3 separate regions of the Mus musculus genome follow, and all the other regions are linked to region 2. Evidence: chromatin contacts called from public promoter capture Hi-C data. All regions are on one chromosome and are shown on one strand. Each heading gives the region's core, a stretch centred on a gene start, on an enhancer-like site or on the middle of the called end of the contact. The rest is flanking DNA. Distances are from core to core; before and after follow the strand shown. Region 1 overlaps Slc41a2 (solute carrier family 41, member 2). Region 2 holds the start of Chst11 (carbohydrate sulfotransferase 11). Region 3 overlaps Slc41a2 (solute carrier family 41, member 2).

What was found. Promoter capture Hi-C pulls out the DNA fragments that hold promoters and counts their contacts.
Region 1: a promoter capture Hi-C map of 3T3-L1-derived adipocytes shows a contact between it and region 2, with 5 times the contacts expected there. The contact joins the enhancer-like site here to the promoter of Chst11 in region 2. A contact is called at or near these places in 10 of 39 promoter capture datasets (the 3T3-L1 cell line, 3T3-L1-derived adipocytes, the HPC-7 cell line and 6 more), 1 of 15 datasets of contacts at CTCF or cohesin (CD8 T cells), 14 of 484 Hi-C or Micro-C datasets (Sertoli cells, cerebral cortex, cortical neurons and 7 more), 18 of 115 datasets of contacts at active chromatin or transcription factors (the NIH/3T3 cell line, SST interneurons, bone marrow-derived macrophages and 14 more) and 1 of 9 other capture datasets (pancreatic islet).
Region 3: a contact with region 2 is called in a promoter capture Hi-C map of hippocampal neurons, with 3 times the contacts expected there. The contact joins the enhancer-like site here to the promoter of Chst11 in region 2. A contact is called at or near these places in 9 of 39 promoter capture datasets (the 3T3-L1 cell line, 3T3-L1-derived adipocytes, the HPC-7 cell line and 5 more), 3 of 484 Hi-C or Micro-C datasets (the N1E-115 cell line, bone marrow-derived macrophages and uterus) and 5 of 115 datasets of contacts at active chromatin or transcription factors (craniofacial prominence, embryonic basal ganglia, embryonic forebrain and 2 more).

The regions. Positions count from the first base shown.
Region 1 is chr10:83,288,359-83,292,326 of GRCm38.p6, forward strand. The region is part of intron 6 of Slc41a2 (solute carrier family 41, member 2); the gene reads right to left. Among named protein-coding and RNA genes, the nearest start is that of Slc41a2, 47 kb to the right of the region's middle. Within about 2 kb of position 2,648, at least 6 of the 459 cell types and tissues checked have an H3K27ac peak or open chromatin away from gene starts, as enhancers often do. A contact at or near this core is called in 3T3-L1-derived adipocytes and uterus, where this site is marked.
Region 2 is chr10:82,983,018-82,987,325 of GRCm38.p6, forward strand. Chst11 (carbohydrate sulfotransferase 11) reads left to right here and starts at 2,480. Exons shown (of 3, transcript NM_021439.2): 1 at 2,480-2,965. The coding sequence starts at 2,848.
Region 3 is chr10:83,265,127-83,269,529 of GRCm38.p6, forward strand. All of the region lies in intron 8 of Slc41a2 (solute carrier family 41, member 2), which reads right to left. Among named protein-coding and RNA genes, the nearest start is that of Slc41a2, 70 kb to the right of the region's middle. Within about 2 kb of position 1,860, at least 26 of the 459 cell types and tissues checked have an H3K27ac peak or open chromatin away from gene starts, as enhancers often do. A contact at or near this core is called in the N1E-115 cell line, hippocampal neurons and pre-B cells, where this site is marked.

The sequences.
Region 1 (3,968 bases), core at 1,398-3,897, 310 kb after region 2:
GCAACCACATGGTGGCTCACAACCATCTGTAATAGGATCCAATGTATTCTTCTAGTGTGTCTGAAGACAGCTGCAGTGTACTCATATAAATTAAAAAAAAAATCTTTTTTAAAAAAAGATAAAGGATCAGTTACTGTCAACTGTAGCCTTGAAAAGTCTGTTCAAAGCTCAACAATAAAACCTGCTGCTGAAAGTCCTTACCTAAAATCAAGGAGACATTCCCCAACCCTTTGTTTACGTCTGAACCTAGCATATATACCATATAGTGTATATACCATATAGTGTATATACCACATGGATGTCCAAGGAGGATAAAAGTTACAACAGCTATAGCAATGCTGGCAGGTGACACTGCAGAAATGTCCCCACGGATCAGCAGAACACTGCTGAAGAGCCTGCTGTCTCAGCTCACCCAGGGACAAGAGCACCAACTGCTCTGCTCACCTGTGTCTTTTGGTAAACAGAAACAATAAAGTCCACACGCCCACATGGTAGCAGCCTGTGTGTTCTCATCTGTAATAATCTATAATAAGCCAGGACATAGAGCCATACCACCACCCTGGCTTAACCCACTACTAAAGAAAGATGTGTGCCCCGTGAGAAACCGAAAATTAAATCTCTGGTTTTTGTTTTGTGCTGTTTTGAAGATAGGGTCTCCCTGTGTATTTCCCGGCTGGTCTAGAATTCACTCTGTAGACCAGGCTGGCCTTGAACTCACAGAGATCCACCTGCCTCTGCTTCCCTAGTGCTGGAGTTAAAGACTTGCGCCACCATGCCCAGAATGATAATGAGACCTCATTCCGATGATCTGGTACTTGCTTTAGGGTAGATAGACCTTACTCCACCCCAGAACTCAAAATGTTATCACGGCCTTATCCTCTGGAATAAAACTTTTCCCTGAGTCGTTCAGCCCCAAGAGCATCCTGAAGACAAAGATGTTTACACCAGGGAACTGCGAAAAGATGTAAACGTTCTCTTCAGATGAGAGAACCACAACCTCCCTTACAAAGGCACGTCCCATTTAGGCATCTGTTGCCAGCCAGAGCCCGTTCCATGCTTTGATGTGCATTGCTGTCTTTCCCTTGCAGTTGGTTTAACGCACACTCAGTCACTACAACTGATTGTTTCCACTGGACACATCCCACCACTGGATCCCCTCTGGGAATGGCTCTCTCATATTCTACCAGGCTATTTGATATCATTTTTGGTACATTCTTTTTTTTACAGCCCAAGAGGTCTTACTCTTAAGGCCAGAAGGTGTGGCAATGCAATATTATCAAATAACTTACATTCTAAGAGATTGGATTTTTTTGCTGGGCCTTATGGCCAGGGTTGTTAATATACTCTGAAGTCCACCTGAGACTTAAGAGTGCTGCTCTACTGTGTGCTCAGCCTGTTCAACCTGCCTTTTCTTTAAAATGATGCAACAATCAACCTTCCTTGCCTTGGATTTCCCATGTAATCACCCAAGCTAATGCATAACTGTAATATTAAATTATGTATTCTTCTATGCCCAACTAAAAACTAATGCACATGAGTTATGAAAACAAGCAGTCTTATAAAATAAATATCCACCATAAGCGTTGAATTGTACCCTCGTGTGAATCAGGTGAAGTCAGTCACTTCATCCCTTGTAACGTCTATTAAAGATTTCTACAACGTACCCTTCATCCCTTTCCCATTGAACAACTTTCTGTTCAACAAGAGAGAGAATACAGTCCTTTTCTGATGGCTAGCTTTATGTCAACTTGACACAGCTGGAGCCATCTAAAAGGAGGGAACCTCAATTGAGAAAAATGCCTCTGTAAGATGGAGTGTAGGCAAGTCTCTAAGGCCTTTTCTTAAGGATTGATGGGGGAGGGCCCAGCCCAATGTGGGTGGAGCCATCCCTGGGCTGGTGGTCCTGAGTTCTATAAGAAAACAGGCTGAGCAAGCCAAGGGAAGCGAGACAGTAAAAAGCATCCCTCCATGGCCTCCAAGTCAGCTCCTTTCTTCCAGGTTCCTACACTGACTTCCTTCGATGATGAACAGTGATCTGAAAGATTAAGCCAAATACACGCTTTCCTCCTTAATTTGCTTTTTGGTCATGGTGTTTTGTCGAAGCAATAGAACCCCTAAGACAAGGCACACACAGGGACAGACATACTCAGAACAGACATTCCTAAGACAGTTTCAGCAGGAACATCCCCAGACTCATACAAGGACAAAAGAGACAGGGAGAGTGAAGCAGAGAATTTAATCCAGCCCTTACTCTTAGTAAAATGACACCAAGGGATGGCGTGTGTGTGTGTGTGTGTGTGTGTGTGTGTGTGTGTGTGTGTGTGTGATTTTTTTTTCTTTTTTCTTTTGTTTTTTTGAGACAGGGTTTCTCTGTATAGGTCTGTCCTGGAACTCTGGCTCTGTAGACCAGGCTGGCCTCAAACTCAAGAGATCTGCCTGCCTCTGCTTCCTGAGTGCTGGGATTAAAGGCGTGCGCCACTGGTGCCCAACTGATTTTTCCTTAATGAGACACCAATGCATTGCTGGTAACTTGGAATTTATGATTTGTGTGTTCAAACCAATCACAAGAAGTTAACTGAGTCATCCTACTGAAATACACCAGCCCTGCCCCTGATAGGCTGGCACAGTAGGAGAAAGAACCTTTGCCACCATTAAAGAGGAGAACATGGGCTGGGTGATGGTTCACCAAGTAAGCTTGCCAAAGCATGACCTGAGTTCATCCCGAGAATCTGCGTGACAGAAGAACCGAAGCCCACAGTCGTCCAATGACCTCCAGACACATACCATGGAACACAACACCCACTTTCCCTACACCACCAACAAACAGATGGAGGAAAGGGCAGAGTTCTGTAAACTCACCTGAAGCTGGGGCAACTGTCCTCAGTCCTATTTAACTTGATGTCAAGATTGTCTTGAGTTTTAATGATTTACATCAGAGTTCCCAGATGTGTGATAATTTTTTTAATCATATTTTGGTGCTAATTTTAGGGTCAGACAACCAATTCCATGGCTGCATGATTACTGTTTCTGCGATGTGAGATCCTGAGTCTACATCCTCGCTTCCCATCTAGGTGAGGTTCCTCTCAGCCCCATGCTGGGACCATCCCAGGCTTCCCTTAGACCACGGACATCACAACGTTCAGTCCCTGACTCTCCATCCTTCTTTGATGTGCAGAGGTTACAAAAACAGAGTTCGGCCTCAGAAAACCCTTAAGACTAAGGAACTAAGGTCCCAGAAGGAGAAACTGAGGCACAATAGAAAAGCAGAGACAAATCAAGAGGGCGTGGAAGGGAAAGGAACCTCTCCCCCCTGAGTCTGGCTAAGAGTTTTCCAGCTCAGAGTCAGGAATTCCAGCACAATAAATACTTTGCCGTGAAGACTGGCTGCACAGAGACAGAGACGATATTCCCTTTTACAGGGATGTTTCAAACATGGATGATGAAATGGCAGAGAGTCAAGCTAAGGCCAGAGTGAATGTTACGACCTGTAGGTGGAACCCCACGCCTTTCCCAGATGTAGACTCGAGAGCCTCACACACACCATCATCAATGTCCTTCAGTTAGAACTTAGCCATCCACTCCCACGCACCTCAGGAATGCACCTCCCCTGATTGTCCCATTTACTAAAAGAACACGGACGGAGTTCCTCAGAAACCCTTTAAACTGTAGAAGTCAAAGTCCTACATGGGGCCACTGCAAAAGACACTTGAGCATGACTCTCTGGAGCAGCCCGCACCCGCGTCTTAGGTGCATACTGTCCTTCTGCTCCCTGCTCTCCCCTGATGCCAAAGCATAGGTCTACGTGAAAACGTTCCCTTGATAAGCTCCAACTCTGCTTTGGAAAGAAATCCGGAAACAAGAAAGTGGAAACAGCAGCAACAGCTGTGTTGTTACTTCAGTTGCTGGCTCGGTGATAGATTCTGATAGCTTCCAAGATTATTGTACATGTAACTAGTGCCCTGTGAATG
Region 2 (4,308 bases), core at 1,230-3,729:
ACAAAGCTGACTTATTTTATTTCGCTGGAGCAGAGACTGAACCCAGGACCTCATGCACGTTAGCCAAGAGCTCTACCACTGAGCTAAAGCCAAAGCCCAAAGCCTGGCTTTAGAAGCAGTCGTCTTACTTTGGGTCATCACTGAAAAGATACAATCTTCTTTTTTTTCTCCACATCTTATCAGTTGATTGTCCTTTTTCTTGTCAATGTCAGTAAGGTAGCACAGGCAAAGGGGAAATAAGTTTTTGTTAGACCAGGGACAGAAAGAAAGTGGAGACTTCCTTTGCAGTTGGTAAGTTTACAGCTTGACATGGGACTAAGAATCAGAACCTCTCCACTGACTACAAGTATGCTGTGGACAGCAGGGTCATAGCCTGTTGCCATTGGCTATGACCGTACACCTGAGAGGGTTCTACCTTACCTTCCTAGTCTAAGAGATAAATACCTCGCCATTTGTGACTTCCACCCGCTGTGTGCCAGTTGTACTGGGTATCAGAGTGGGATGGAGGGAGAGGAAGTCACCTTGATCCTTCAGGAGAGTTCTGTCTATAGGGCACAGTGGCTGGAGGTGGGGTCGGATCTGGAGCACAGAGGAGGAAAGAGAAGCCCAGTGAGAAATTAGGGGATACTTCCTGGAAGACGTGGCAAGTCACTGGCACAGCCTCTTCCGATTCTGTATGTTGGGCCAACCCAGATTTTGAGGATGCAAGCATGGATACCTGGCAAGGCTCTCCGTCCTTCTCCGGCACATGGTTCAACTCAATCTTCCAAAACCCCCAAAGACTCACATTTCTCACGTCTTCCTTGGGTGTGTGACTACCCAAACTGGCTTATTATGAATGTCCAGGCTCAACAGTGTGGTTTTCTGCCTTGGGCAGAAAGATGATGGAATGAAAGGCATGCAAATCCCTCTTCATCGTGCTTTGGTTAAAGAAGATAATGGCACGCCTGTAATGAGCAGCCCTGCAGGCCCTCTGGGGGATATGCCCCTACAAGGGGTCCATCCTCCCACCCAGTGCACTAGGAGGAGACTATACAGCAGTGCCTACTCACATCATGTGGGGACTCCCTGGGGAGTGGCTTGTATTGGAGCATGTATATCTCGGCCACCTCAGCAAGCAACTCATTCATAAAGGAGCAGCAAAATAATACTGGCTACATAAATATCTCCCTGTAATTGACTCTTGTCTGAATCACAGGAAGCCTGCGGACTTTCTCTGCTGAAGGGAAAACTTCAGGAGAAGGAAGAGGAGGTTTGGAGGCGTTTCTGGATACATGTATCAGAAAGCAACTTGTGAGTCTGTCAAATGTGAGGGGAGGATAAGGCCCATTACATTCAGATTCGACAAGAATTTATCAGTGCCCCTGTGAAGAGACACATTCAAAGGTACAATGTCTTATGGAATCCAGCATTCTGTAAATGCATTTAATGGTAAAGTAGAAAGGTCAGGCTTTACAATAACCCTGCTTTCCTGGCATAAAAGTGATCTCCTTATCATTGACCCGCGTCCACCTTATTGATCCTTGGCCACCCAAATGCATGGAGCTGAGCATTTAACAACATTTTACACAATGCAGGTAAGCAGCGCCATCTTTCTCTCTACCTGCCAAGGCTAAGCTGGCTTGGATCTCCCCCTCCCAGCCTCCACTCCCAACACTTTGTTGGACTTTTAGGGGCGTCTTTTCACATCCGTCCGACTGATTCTCATACACTTCGAATAAATTACAGAAAGCTGTACCTTTTGGTGAAACAGTTTTAAAAGCTACAAACCCGCTTTGCCCCGAGGGGTGCGGGTGAGGGCACGTGTCAGAAAGGCTAGCAGCGGCAGTCACCAGATCCTGGGATGCCGGAACAGTTTCCCTAACCTTGACTTTAAGTCCGCTCTCTTTAACCTCTTTGCAAAAGCAGCCCTCAAGCTGAGCTGTCCTTTGAAAGAAAAACGGAACTGCCCAGTTTTTGATCAGTATGAGAAGGGCATCCGCTCTTAGGGGAGCGTGGGGCAACTTCCCCTGCTAAACCGCCCAGGGATTGTAAATGGTCGCGTGTCAGCAGGGCTCCTGTTTGCCTCTGTCACCTAACCTGCTTCTCGCCACACCGGAGAACGGGTGGCAGCACTACAGCATCTTATTCATGGTTTTCCCCCATCCCGGTTGTGTCATGGAAACGTTCACGCAACCTCGAGACAGCGGCCCAGCTCCGCCCAGGGACTGAGGGCTTTTGGGACCCTGCGGGAGCGTGCTGCGCACTCCGGACTCCCCGGGAAACAGCTGGACGCGACCACGTCTCGGGTAGGGGCGGGGGGAGGCGACGCTCCGCCCCGGCGCGGCCCCGCCCTCCCCGCTCGCCGGCGCCCTCCCCTCGCCGGGGGCTGCGAGTTGCGTTTGGTAAAACCCAGCCCTGGAATATATAGATCACTGGAGCGCAATGAAGTAGCTTTTGGCGAGGGAGGGAGGGAGGGGGGCCTGGACAGTCACAGAGGCCAGTGCACGGCGGCGGCGGCACCTTCCTTCTCGCATCCCGGTCGCCCGGCCCGTGAGGAGGCAGCGGCGGCCGCAGGCGCCAGCAGAGGAGGCGGCGGAGCATCGAGCAGAGGCGAGGCGGACCGGCAGGAGCGCGCGGCCGGAGCCACGCATCCTCACACTTGCACACCAACTCCTGCGCCTTTCACCCTCTAGACCAGAGTCGGGGCCTCGGAGAGCCTCGGTGAAGCTAGCGGGAGCCAGCTCCGGAGCCCAGCCAGCTCTGTTCTGAGCCTCCCCGGTGCTGGTACCCCCGCGGCGGGGTCCCCGCTTCTGCGCTCGGGACGCGCCTCCCGGACAGCCGGGTCCCCGCGGCCAGGACAAAGCCATGAAGCCGGCGCTGCTGGAAGTGATGAGGATGAACAGAATTTGCCGGATGGTGCTGGCCACTTGCTTCGGATCCTTTATCTTGGTCATCTTCTATTTCCAAAGTATGTTGCACCCAGGTAGGGGGCGCGTTAGCGTGGTTTTGTTGGATATTTTCTCCTCTCTCGCTCTGCTTTCTGCTTCTTCCAACCTCACCTCTTCCCTTCGGCCTCTTCGGGGCTCTTTACTGCCGGGATCCGCGGGTCACGGAGTTGGGATGGGAAGAGAAGGTGCGCTTCCTCTTCCTCCCATCTCCAGGCTAGAGGTTGAGACTGCAAGGAGAGACAGCGGCGCGTGTTGTTGCCTCCTTTTTCTTTTCTTTTCTTTTCTTTTTTTCTTTGTGTCTTGTCTATTGGCTAGGTGGCATAGAAAGGTAGGGCTTGTTGGAAGCTGCCCGGGTTGATGGGAAGACTACAAAACTCTGTCCGGGTTGCTGCTGAGGGCTGAGGTGAAGCAGGCGCTGGCAGCCGGCTGTTCTGCGCCAGGCAGCGCTGCCTCTTCCTGGTTGGGGACCCCCGGGCGAGTGGTGCACGCCCCGGCTGGGTAGTGAGTCCCTGCAGCCGCCTGGGAAGCCCCAAGCCCAGCTACCACGTGTTCCAAGCTCAGCAGCAGAGCAGGTGTGGGGACAGAGTGGGTAGGTTCCCTGCTCTTCTCTCCATCGGGGGAGATATTTTGCGAAAACACCCCAGGGTCCAGCACGGTGGTGACTTTGCAGCTGTTGCTCCTGGGCCTGGTCTACCATCTCCTGGCCCCAGACCCCCCAGCTAGGAACTCCAGAGCCTTTGGGCTGCACTTTGACCATCAAAGCTCTTGGAGATACTTTGTGCAGTTTCATCCCTTCTTCTTGGGTTCTGAGCATTTAGAGACTTCTGCAGCACAGGAACGAATCCTTCCTCACGTCTTCTCTGGCTTAGGCTAAATACCAAGTCTCCTATCAGGATAGGCAGGGCCTAGGCACCCCTCATCCCGGGGGTCCAGAAGGAAAGTTTGGTGCTAGAGAAGAGAGGGGCGCCCTGGAGTGCTCTGGCCGGGCTGTGCTGCATGGTTTAGAAGCCCAACAGGTAGGACTTTCTAAGACGGTTCTGTATGTGGCCACCCAGCCTTAGACTTGGGAACCCCTTTCCCCATTTCTTCTGGATCAATAGACCTGTACTGGGTCACCTTGACATATTTTGACTCCTCAGAGTCGCTACAATAATCATTTCCTTTCCTAATAGCAGGGAGGAAGGGGGTGGGGTGGAAACACGTATCTTTCCAGGGAAATAAGGCTGTTTTTTTTTTTTTTTTTTTTTTTTTTTTTTTTTTTTGCCTCCCGCCTTCTTTACGTGTATAGCTAACACTTTCAGTAGACTCAGCCGCGAATTCATCAAGCCAGACAGAGCCGTAAAGCTGTTCCTTGCATCAAACAGGCAGGGATTCCTTG
Region 3 (4,403 bases), core at 610-3,109, 280 kb after region 2:
ACCAAGAAGCAAGTTGGGGAGGAAAGGGTTTATTTAGCTTACACTTCCATACTGTTCATCACCAAAGGAAGTCAGGACTGGAACTCAAGCAGGTCAGAAAGCAGGAGCTGATGCAGAGGCCATGGAGGGATGTTCTTTACTGGCTTGCTTCCCCTGGCTTGCTCAGCCTGCTCTCTTATAGAACCCAAGACTACCAGCCCAGAGATGGTCCCACCCACAAGGGCCTTTCCCCCTTGATCACTAATTGAGAAAATGCCTTACAGCTGGGTCTCATGGAGGCATTTCCTCAACTGAAGCTCCTTTCTCTGTGATAACTCCAGCCTGTGTCAAGTTGACACACAAAACCAGCCAGTACAGAGCTGTTCTGCTTTTCCATTTATTTGGAGTCAGCTGAGAGGAAGGAGCCACAATTAAGAAAATGCCTCCATAAAATTGGAGTGCAGGCTTGCCTGTAGAGCATTTTCTTAATCAGTGGGGGAAGGCACCCACTCATTGTGGATGGTGCCATCCTTGGACAGGGTAGTCCTGGGCTCTATAAGGTATCAGGCTGACCAAGCCAGGGGAAGCAAGCCAGTAAGCAGCACACCTCTATGGCCTCTGCATCAGCTCCCGCCTCCAGGTTCCTGCCCTGTGTGAGTTCCTGCCTTGATCTTTTTCAGTAACAGAAACCTGGAAGTGTGCACTGAAACCAATCATTTCCTCCCCAAGTTTCTTGGTACTGTGGTGTTTCATCACAGCAATAGAAACGGTAACTAAGACAGGTACAGTCTTACTGTGTACTCCTGGCTGACCTGGAAGTGTTTCAACCAGGCTGGCCTCAAACTCACACAGATCCACCTGCATCTGCCTTCTGAGTGCTGGGACTAACAGTGTGCACCACCATGCTCAGTCTGGTATCCTTACCAACTTAGAATAACTTCTGCTTCTTTGTTGAGTTTCTTCTGTGTGTGTGTGTGTGTGTGTGTGTGTGTGTGTGTGTGTGTGTGTGTGTGTGTACGCGTGCCGTAACACACATATGGAGGCCACAGAGGAACCCCGGGTGTGTGATAGAGGTCTCTTTCTCGTCATTGTCTTGTCACTGTGTACTCTAGGCTAGGGGGCTACAAGCTTCCAGAAACCCTCTTGTCTACACATCATAAGTGAACTTATGGTACTCAGCTTTAACCTGGGTTTGGTGGCAAGTCAAATTCAGGTCTTCAGTGTGACGCCCTCTGAGTCATTGCCCCAGCCCCTGCATACTGGCTTGTCTATTAGACGCTTATGACAACTATGTTCTTAAGCCTGGATTTTCCACTCAGAGCTCACTTCTGAAAGTAAGCGATGAGATCAGAGAACCCACAGCTGGCATGAACTGTACACCTGCCACAGGACAACACAGGAGCACCCACAACTAACACCAACCGTACATGTGCTCACAGTACAACACAAGGCCAGTAACTCACTATGCTGATAGTGAATTAACGCATCCCAGCCACTGAGAGAAACAGAGCATTTGTCCTAAAGAACTGAAGCACTGTCACAGAGATTTGGGGGACACAGAGAGGAAGATGGGACCTTGTAATCATCCATGGACATTCATGGCTCACAGCCTCTCCAAATGCAGAAGAATCCGACGGTAAGAAAGCAAACTGCTGCAGATAACACTTTTCAACGCCAGCCACAGGAATGCACACACCTCTGCTCGTTTCTTCTCTTCTTCCCTCTGGGGACTCGGAGAGCAATGCTCCATCTGGTGTCTCGTTAGACGTGGGACGCTTCAGTGCACATAGAGGCAGCATGTGCTGTAAGGCTTGAGCGACCTACTATAGCTGCGATTTCATGGAGATTGAGCTATTAATGGTCACTTGTAGCTCCCTCTGAAAGGCACAGATGCCTTGATAGAAGCCTACAGAAGCAGCATTTATCGCTTCCGTGCTACCATATGCTGGGGACTAGCACACGGGATAAGTCATCTCAAAGCTTTCCTCAGTCAACTTAAGAAATACACCAGGGCTACTCTTCCAGACGAAGTGAATACCATGTAAAGAAATAGCGTAACCAGCGAGCGACTGACTAATAAGCGCCAGCCTTCCATGGTCTTGTTAGGATCACTGACAAGTAATTTTTAATTACTGCAAAAATTATTACCTTCGAGCAGCTTTCTTTGATGTCAGTATGCTTTCTTGGTACTGTTTTATACACTGTCACTTTTAAAACTTGTTATTAATACAGCGTTTGAATTATTTAAATTCTACAGATACTAACTGCATGATTAAAGGTAGCAGGAAGCATCTAAAGATAGTCTCCTATAAATTAAAAACATCAGAAGAGACAGCCTGTCACTATTATAAGACTCCTCGGTATCCACAGGTCCTAATTTTAAGTACATTATGCTGGAATAAGCTCATTAATTGTGTAAATACCTGATGCTAAGAAGAAATTAGCAGCAAGTTCATCTAGGGAGTCCTTTAGAATTCTGTTACTGCCAGGCAGTGGTGGCGCACGCCTTTAATCCCAGCACTTGGGAGGCAGAGGCAGGCGGATTTCTGAGTTCAAGGCCAGCCTGGTCTACAGAGTGAGTTCCAGGACAGCCAGGGCTACACAGAGAAACCCTGTCTCGAAAAAACAAAAAACAAAACAAAACAAAACAAAAAAACAAAAAAAGGGGGGGGGAGAATTCCTTTTGCACGTTCTCAATGGAACCTAATACAAAAGTTTATTTCCTTAAAAAGCACTATCTGCTCCCAATCTCCTTGGCAAGTGATACAGCCCCTTCCATGTGCCCCCGTAAGTACATCCTCTAGGCAGGGCTCCTCATCAGCGCTCACGTGCAGTAATTACTCTTCAGTTTCAAAACATGCACAGGAATGGAGAGATGTCCTCCGTTCACAGGGATGGAGAGACGGTCTCCATTTTCCTGTCTTTCAGGTGCAGGTGGAGCCCTTCCATCTGGATATGGGCAGGTACACTAAATTCCCGTTCCCCATGCACTCTCTTTATTTTCCATAATTTGCATAAACTGGCTAATGACTGACCTCTGCATTTTCCATTGTAGCTCATTCATTACTAGTGAGGGCAAAAATACTGTATTCCTTCCATGTATAAAGTATATACTGTATACATTCTTTAATGTATAAAGAATATAGATTTTCCATATACATTTATAATATAATCATGTGATAAATATGTATATGTGTAACTTTGCACTATGCAGTACTGTATAACAGATATAAATAGACACACAGGGAATCTGTAATGTTATACTCATGTAGCCATCTTTGGGGGAAATTATTTTAAATGGCTCCTTCAGAAAGTGTAGTGAAAAAAAACCCAGCTTACAAATGACTGCCCTAGATTAGTCCTCCCTACCTGGTGTGTGGGAAATGAATTACAGGCATGGTGAGACAACCCTCTAACTCTTAGAATAACCTCAAGTGCCTCCTTCAGCCTAGTACATCATTCAAACATTATGGCTTTCCTCTTCATGCACTGTGACATGGACAGAGGTTGAGAGGAGCTGTGCTGGTAACTAAATCTGTCTACTTGACCTGGGACAAGTGAGGCTTCAGCCCTAAGTCCCCATCCTAATCCCTCGTCCCTCCCCTCCTCCCTGTTTCCACCACTTCTCAGGGATGGATCCCTTCTCTCACGCTGACTGGACGGTGTGGCTTATCTTTCCAAGGCCTTCAGCACCCTAATATTCAATAAATATGACACACTCATAGGGAGGCAGAGGCAGGCAGATCTGAGTTTGAGGGCAACCTGATCTACAAAGCCAGTTCCAGGACACCCAGGATTGTTACAAAGATAAAACCTGTCTTGAAACAAACAAAACGGGGTGGTTGTTTAATCCCAGCACTTAGGAGGTAGAGGCAGGAAGATTTCTGTGAATTCCAGGCCAGCCTAGTCTACAGAGTGAGTTCCAGGACAGCCATGGCTACACAGAGAAACCCTGCCCCGCCCCCGAATCTATAAAAAAGTCTTTTTCCTCATGGTTGTCTGAAGACAAGATGGAGCCGCAGCTCTACTGGAATCACCCATGGCACTTTGGCCAGGGTTCTCGCTCTTGCTGTGTCTGCTCTAAGTCTGATGTAAAGATACAGTCTGACCTGGACTTGTGGGCTCAACACATGCCATCAAAGGCTTCATTAAGTTGGACTAAGTGACCTTGAGTGTGTTATTCAACAGTGTCTACCCAGTGAAACTGATCGTGCTGTCTTTGTACATGAAGAAAAAGTGTAACGACCTTAAAAAAAAGAAAACAAAAACCATGTATAAGCAAACATAGACTATAAAGCACCACCCCTGGGCCCCTGCTGTATTTACAAGGAGTGTCCCCTCTCCCCAGCAGTGCCCTGTTGTCCTCCCTCCCACCCCCTCCTCCCCTATCACAGGTGGTCCTCCCTCCCACCCCTCCTCCCCTA